Linked DNA regions of Capsicum annuum: region 1 is linked to region 2. A link is a contact called in public Hi-C data. All regions are on one chromosome and are shown on one strand. The core of a region is the stretch at or near the end of the contact, and the rest is flanking DNA. Distances in the headings are between cores, read along the strand shown. Region 1 overlaps LOC107854752 (ethylene receptor 1). Region 2 holds the start of LOC124887153.

Region 1 (3,137 bases), core at 71-2,570, 140 kb after region 2:
TTAACAATAACGCTATTATAGTATTGTTTTGTTTTACTATGATTTTATTTGCCTGACTTGAAGGAAGATACCTAGACAATCCTTCTGGTTCGTCATGATAGCTTTTTGATTTTTCTAATTCCCTACTATAATTTATATTTTCTTCATTCATGAAAGTGAGCTTTCTTCTAATCTTTGTATTATTATTTTTAGCTCACTTATTTCTTTATTTATGATTTCTATTTGTTCTACAATTTTTGTTACTAATTGAGTGATTTTAATTTCTAGATCTTTAGATTTTTCTGCTATAGTCTTTATTAATTTTTCTATTTCTATTTTTGTAGGTATTTTTCCCAAATTAAATTTTGTATTTAAGTATTGAAGTTTTCTATCTATTTTTAATTCTTGTGATTTTAAATAATCAAAATTTTGTTCTAGTTTATCTAATGTCTTTTTCTGTTTATGTTGAGTAACTTCTATTTCTTCTAATTGTCTAATTATAATTTTATTTTTTTCTTGAATTTTATCACTAAGGTTTATTATTAAATCTATTAAAGTATTATGTTGTCTATCCTCAGAATGTAATATGTGCTCTCCTTGACTAAAGTTACACTTTATAACAGTATTATCTTTTAATGTTCTGTATTTCTTTTCAGGTTGAAATCGTAAATCTAGGTATTCAAAGTGTTTTAAAGAAACTATTTTGTTATGTTACCCTAGAGTACTTGTAATTTTACAATTTTTCTTGTAATAAATTATTCTACTACTACAGTATTTAATATCTAGTTCTATATTATCAATTCTTCTAATTATTTTTTCTTGTTCTCCTATAAGTGATTCTTTTAAATGTTCGTTTGTGATTGGCCATAGTAGTCCACTAAAATCAAAAGATTAAAGGACAAAAGTTTAGTTGCCAGAAAAATGATCCGGGGTGTGGTTAAAGAAGTTGTTAAGAATTAGATTAAGAGAGAGATGGACAGGGTAAGTTAACATATATATATATATATATGTATGTATATATATATGTATATGTACGTAGATATATATGTATATACACGTATATATATATATGTATGTACGTATATATATGACAAGGGATAATTAAAGGATTTAAAGGGTAAGTTCGTTGGTGATGATTTACTTTCCACTTCGCAATACCTTCTTCCCCTTGTATAATAATAATAAAATAAAATTTAAAAAGTCACCTTAACCCCCCAAAAGAATATCTTTTCTTTAGAAAAGTGATGAAGGTTTCAACTTTCAACTTCAGAACCCCTTCCCTTTTGAAAGACCAGTTAGTTGTGTTATTTGCTGTTGCTTCCTTGGCACATAGAGTCAACTTACCCCCTTCACTTCAGACTCTTTGCTATGTAGTAGGGTCACAAAACACTATACATTTGCCTTGACCCCTGAGGAAAAGGAAATGTGAAAGGCAATAGAAAAAACAGAAAAGGAACGAGTAATCTATTGACCAAATCATGTTTTTGCCCCAAATGTTAAGCCAAGTCAATACAGTTTCCCAGAAAAATTTTCAAATGTTTCTAATGTTTCAAGTATGAATTGACTTGGAAAAATCAATTCCTTTCTACAAATTTGTTACAAGTCCTCAGCAATATCATCCTTGCATCGCATTTAATCAGATACATACACCTTCTTCCAGTGGCATATTGTGCAATCGCCAAGAGTAAAATTCTTTCTTTTGCCCAAAGCGGGGAACTATATACAACAACTCGTGCATTTGGGTGAATTTTCAAATGGTTACTGCACATTTTCTTGAGGTCTCTTAACATACACTTCTCTTGGTAATGAAGCTACCCTACACCCACCCCCCACACACCTCCCCCACCTACGCGCGTCCAACTCCTACGTTCATGATGATTCAAGTACAACTCCATGCTCTAAAAGCTCAGATAGAACACTCCTCATTTTATCCACTGACACAGGTTTTAGAATAACTCCATCCATACCAACTCTCATGCAGTTTTCCTTAGTAACTCTGTCTGTGTTCCCCGTCAGTGCCACAATAAGTGGCCTGCCGTGACGTTTCCCAAACCTTTCATGTATCACTACAGCAACTTCATAACAGTCTATACCTGCCATGCTAACATCCATGAACACTACCTTGTGTTCCTGTGTAATAACTCTCAAGCACTCATCACGCGAGCCAACAGTTGTTACATCACATCCAAGGTGTGTAAGCAGACCCTTGGTTACCATCCTGCTAACCCTACATAAAAGAGTAACAAAACAGAAACAATTCTCATCAGATAGGACAAATAATAAAAATAATAAGCTAAGGAAAATAAAAAAGAAAAGGCAAGCTACGATCACAGGAAGTCGCAGGATCACCGCTCATTCAAATTCGTCACCGACAATAAACCAATTGGCCTTAAAATTTATAACTACCTAGGGTTACAGATAATAAAGGTGGTCATCACAAGAGAAAAGAGAGGGACGGGGAGAAAGAGGATAATTGAAATAAGAGAAAAGGGACTCTATGACTGGCTCTAGAAAAAGGAAGTCTCGGGGAAAACATATATATCAAGGCGAACCAGATTGACTGTGACATCCTTTAATTCAATGCATATAAATACACCAGACTTGTATTAAGACATTCATGTGGCCACTTTTTCCTCCATCTTCTTATGCCTTGAAAGAGCAGTCTATCCTTTTACTGGATTTGAAAGTACTACTTGCCAGTTGGTCACTCCTTTCTTCCGACTGTAGACAACAACGTCTCCTTTTTGTCAGAAAAAGGCATATACTCCTAACTCCTAAGTACATGTTGCCAGCACATCCAAATATAGTTAAGATGCTGACTTCATTACTCTATTGTAGACTCAGCAGAAGCCCGAGTCTTCTTCAAAAAGTGACATCCCATGATCACCTCTAGTTAAGTATTTACATGTTCAGTCTCATGTCAGATAGATCAATGCATATAAGATGAGAAACTCATGAACAGCATGACAAGACAGGAGCTGGAGATAAAGAGGTCCCAATAGTACTCACCCGTTATCATCCATAACCAAAACCTTTAATCCTTGAAAAGTCACCTGCATATGATTTGCTGTCAATTTGGCCATGAAGGGGAGCTTAGATTCATTTGCACATCCAGGTATGCCAAGTTTAACGATAAATATAGCAGTGGACCCCTTGCC
Region 2 (3,173 bases), core at 138-2,637:
GAAAATTGGATAGACAAAATTGTCTCAAGTTTATATCAAGATTAACTTACGCCTTTAACGCTAGACAAGTTTTAGGTATGTTTAAAATATTCGTCTCAATTTAGAATGCAGCATATGTATCTTTCTGAGACATTTAAAATTTCAGTGATGCAATAATGTATGTACCTTGACAAATATTTTTCTAAAATTAATTTTCATTGATTTGTTTAATATAAGATAATAGACAAGTTTTAGTATAATAAAAATGAGCGAATTTATGTTTTAACATATTTATCAAGATAGTTTAAGTCAAGATAAGTCAATAAAAGCGATCGTGCTAGAACCACGGGACTCGAGGGGTGTTTCACACCTTCCCCTCGGTCAACAGAATTTCTTACCCGGTCTTCTATTTTTCAAGACCAACAAAGAGTCATTTCCTTTTGATTAGGGATTCAATAAGGTGACTTGAAACATCATAACTCAATTCCAAGTGGCGAATCTATAACTAAAATAATTCCTATTCAAAACCATCACTTTAATTAGAAAAATCCTTTGATCTTCGATCCTTCGGACGAAAAAGGGGTGTGACACATCCACTAGATGTATATACTCCATCATCACTATCATGAACTACAGTGGTTTATTACCTATATATCAAAGTTTTCTATCTAAATTTTCTACTGAGGTTGAGCCTAGTTGTTATGTTGAGGCAGCTAAAGATTCTAGATGGGTGCAAGCCATGCAGTCAGAAATCCAAGCATTGGAGGATAACAAGACCTGGGAGTGGGTGGACTTGCCTGCAGGTAAAAAGGCTATAGGTTGTAGGTAGGTGTTCAAGATCAAATACCAAGTTGGTGGTAAAATGGAAAGGCTAAAGGCTAGACTGGTAGCCAAAGATACAATCAGAAGGAAGGTCTTGATTATCAAGAGACATTTTCTCCTGTAGTTAAAATGGCAACTGTAAGGACTGTCATATCTATTGCAGCAGCAAAACAATGGTCAATTCATCAAATGAATGTATATAATGTCTTTCTACAGGGTGATCTCTATGAAGAAGTTTATACGCATCTACCAGATGGTTTCAGTACTGATGGAACCAAGAAATAAGTTTGCAGACTATTGAAATCTTTGTATGATTTAAAACAGGCTTCAAGATAATGGAACATTAAACTCACCACTACTTTGCTCTCTTTAGGTTTTTCCTAAAGTACTAGAGACTACTCTTTGTTTACTAGAAAAGATGGTGATAAAATAGTGGTTGTCTTAATATATGTTGATGATTTGTTGATAACTGGGAATGATCCACTCATGGTTCAGGATACCAAAGATACTTTGCAGATTTCTTTTAAAATCAAAGATCTTGGAGAGCTTAGGTATTTCCTTGGTTTAGAATTTTCCAGGAACAAGGATGGCAGCCTCATTCACCAAAGGAAGTATGCTCTTGAGCTTATTGCTTCACCAAAGAAAGTATGCTCTTGAGCTTATTGCAGATATGGTGTTATCTGGTGCTAAGCCTGTTTCTACACCCATGGAATTGAACAAAAAGTTTACTACTACTGAATTTGATCAATACATGCCATCCATACAGGTTGATCCTCCACTCACAGAACCAGCTGTCTTTCAGAGGCTTATTAGAAGGTGGTTGTATCTCACTACTACTAGACCAGACATTACATTTGGTGTACAGTGCTTGAGTCAGCTTATGCATTCTCCTAAGCAATCATACATGGAGGCTTCTTTAAGACTGGTTAGATATGTCAAGAAGGAACCAGGTTTAGGTATATTCATGTCCTCGGCAGGAGGGTCTGCACTTAATATTTTCTGTTATGCCGATTGGGGAGCTTGTATCAACAGCAGGAAGTCCATAACTAGTTACTTAGTTCAATATGGTTCATCTTTAATATCTTAGAGGTCTAAGAAGCAAGTGACAATCTCTAGGAGTTCTACCGAGGATGAATACAGAGCAATGGCCTCTATAGCTGCTAAAGTAGCGTGGCTCACAGGTTTGTTTCAGGAGCTTGGTGTGGATCTTACTCTTCCGGTCCCTCTCTATTCTGACAGTACTTTAGCACTACAAATTGTTGTTAATCCTGTTTTCCATGAAAGGACCAAACACATAGACATCGATTGTCATTTTATAAGAGAGAAGATTCAGAATGGTTTACTTACTGCTCAATATTTATGCACCACCAAGGCTCTTGGGCAAGGTCCTCACTCACATTTTTTGTCCAAGCTAGGCATGAAGAACATCTTCATTGCTCCTAACTTTGGGGGGGGGGGGGGGGGGGGGGGGTGAAGGAAAAAAGTGGAAGGGGGGGGGGGGGGGGGGGGGGGGGGGGGGAGGGGAGGAGTTGAAGGAGTTAAGTAAATGTATAGATGTACCTTGAATGTATACACAAACAATCTAATTATTTCGCTCCAATCTGGAGATTTCTCACGAACTTAACAAATGTTCATATTTTTTTTCTTAAGAATTAGCCAATTTAATCTAAAGAACAAAAATTCAATTAAAGATGATGCAAGGAATTTTAGGTAAAGTTAAGTTGCAATCATGTTTGACGTTACTTGATTTATTTTAATAGTATTTTCTATATTTGAGATATATGCAAATACATAATAGTTAACTGTGGATAAGAATAAATAATTGTAGTTTAAAAACTGACACATCGGTCTAAATACTCAGTGCGGATAAGTTTTGCCCTTCAAGTTGCCTTCTATAACTATTATCATTATTTATAATTATAATTTATTTAATTAAAAAAAAGCAACTAAAAATTGAAATTTACTATTAATAGGCTTTAAAATTTCCTAGCGTTAAAAAAGTTTCTACGGACTTTTTTCAATTTGTATACACTGCAGCGTAATGAATATATTTCATCCTCAGAAAAAAAATCAGAACGAAGGGTGGTTAAACACCCTTCCAAAAATTATAATGTGCATAAAAAGATTTTTAACTTCATCCAAAAATTATAATGTGCATAAAAAGATTATGTTATGTGTATAATTCAAAAGTTATTTTTAATTTATATTCACATTAAACTTTTAACAACCTTAGCAAATTCTCTAACTTCATCTCTTAAGCTGAATTTGGACAGTTAAAATAGGATGAGTTGATCACCTGAATTGAAATTGATAGCTTTAAGAAAAAATCTTTCTTAATGGAACCGGCCCAACTCTTACCAAATTTTAATTTT

The links. A called contact is a pair of places that touch in the nucleus more often than the background predicts.
Region 1: a contact with region 2 is called in a Hi-C map of leaf, with 5 times the contacts expected there. The contact joins the enhancer-like site here to the promoter of LOC124887153 in region 2. A contact is called at or near these places in 4 of 5 Hi-C or Micro-C datasets (leaf, pericarp and placenta).

What each region holds. Positions count from the first base shown.
Region 1 is chr9:184,003,116-184,006,252 of UCD10Xv1.1, forward strand. It overlaps LOC107854752 (ethylene receptor 1), which reads right to left. Exons shown (of 7, transcript XM_016699753.2): 6 at 2,989-3,137; 7 at 1,427-2,206. The coding sequence ends at 1,849. Among protein-coding and RNA genes, the nearest start is that of LOC107854748, 5.6 kb to the left of the region's middle. Within about 2 kb of position 1,321, at least 3 of the 5 cell types and tissues checked have an H3K27ac peak or open chromatin away from gene starts, as enhancers often do. A contact at or near this core is called in leaf and pericarp, where this site is marked.
Region 2 is chr9:183,864,702-183,867,874 of UCD10Xv1.1, forward strand. It overlaps LOC124887153, which reads left to right and starts at 1,388. Exons shown (of 1, transcript XM_047396341.1): 1 at 1,388-1,888. The coding sequence starts at 1,388. The coding sequence ends at 1,888.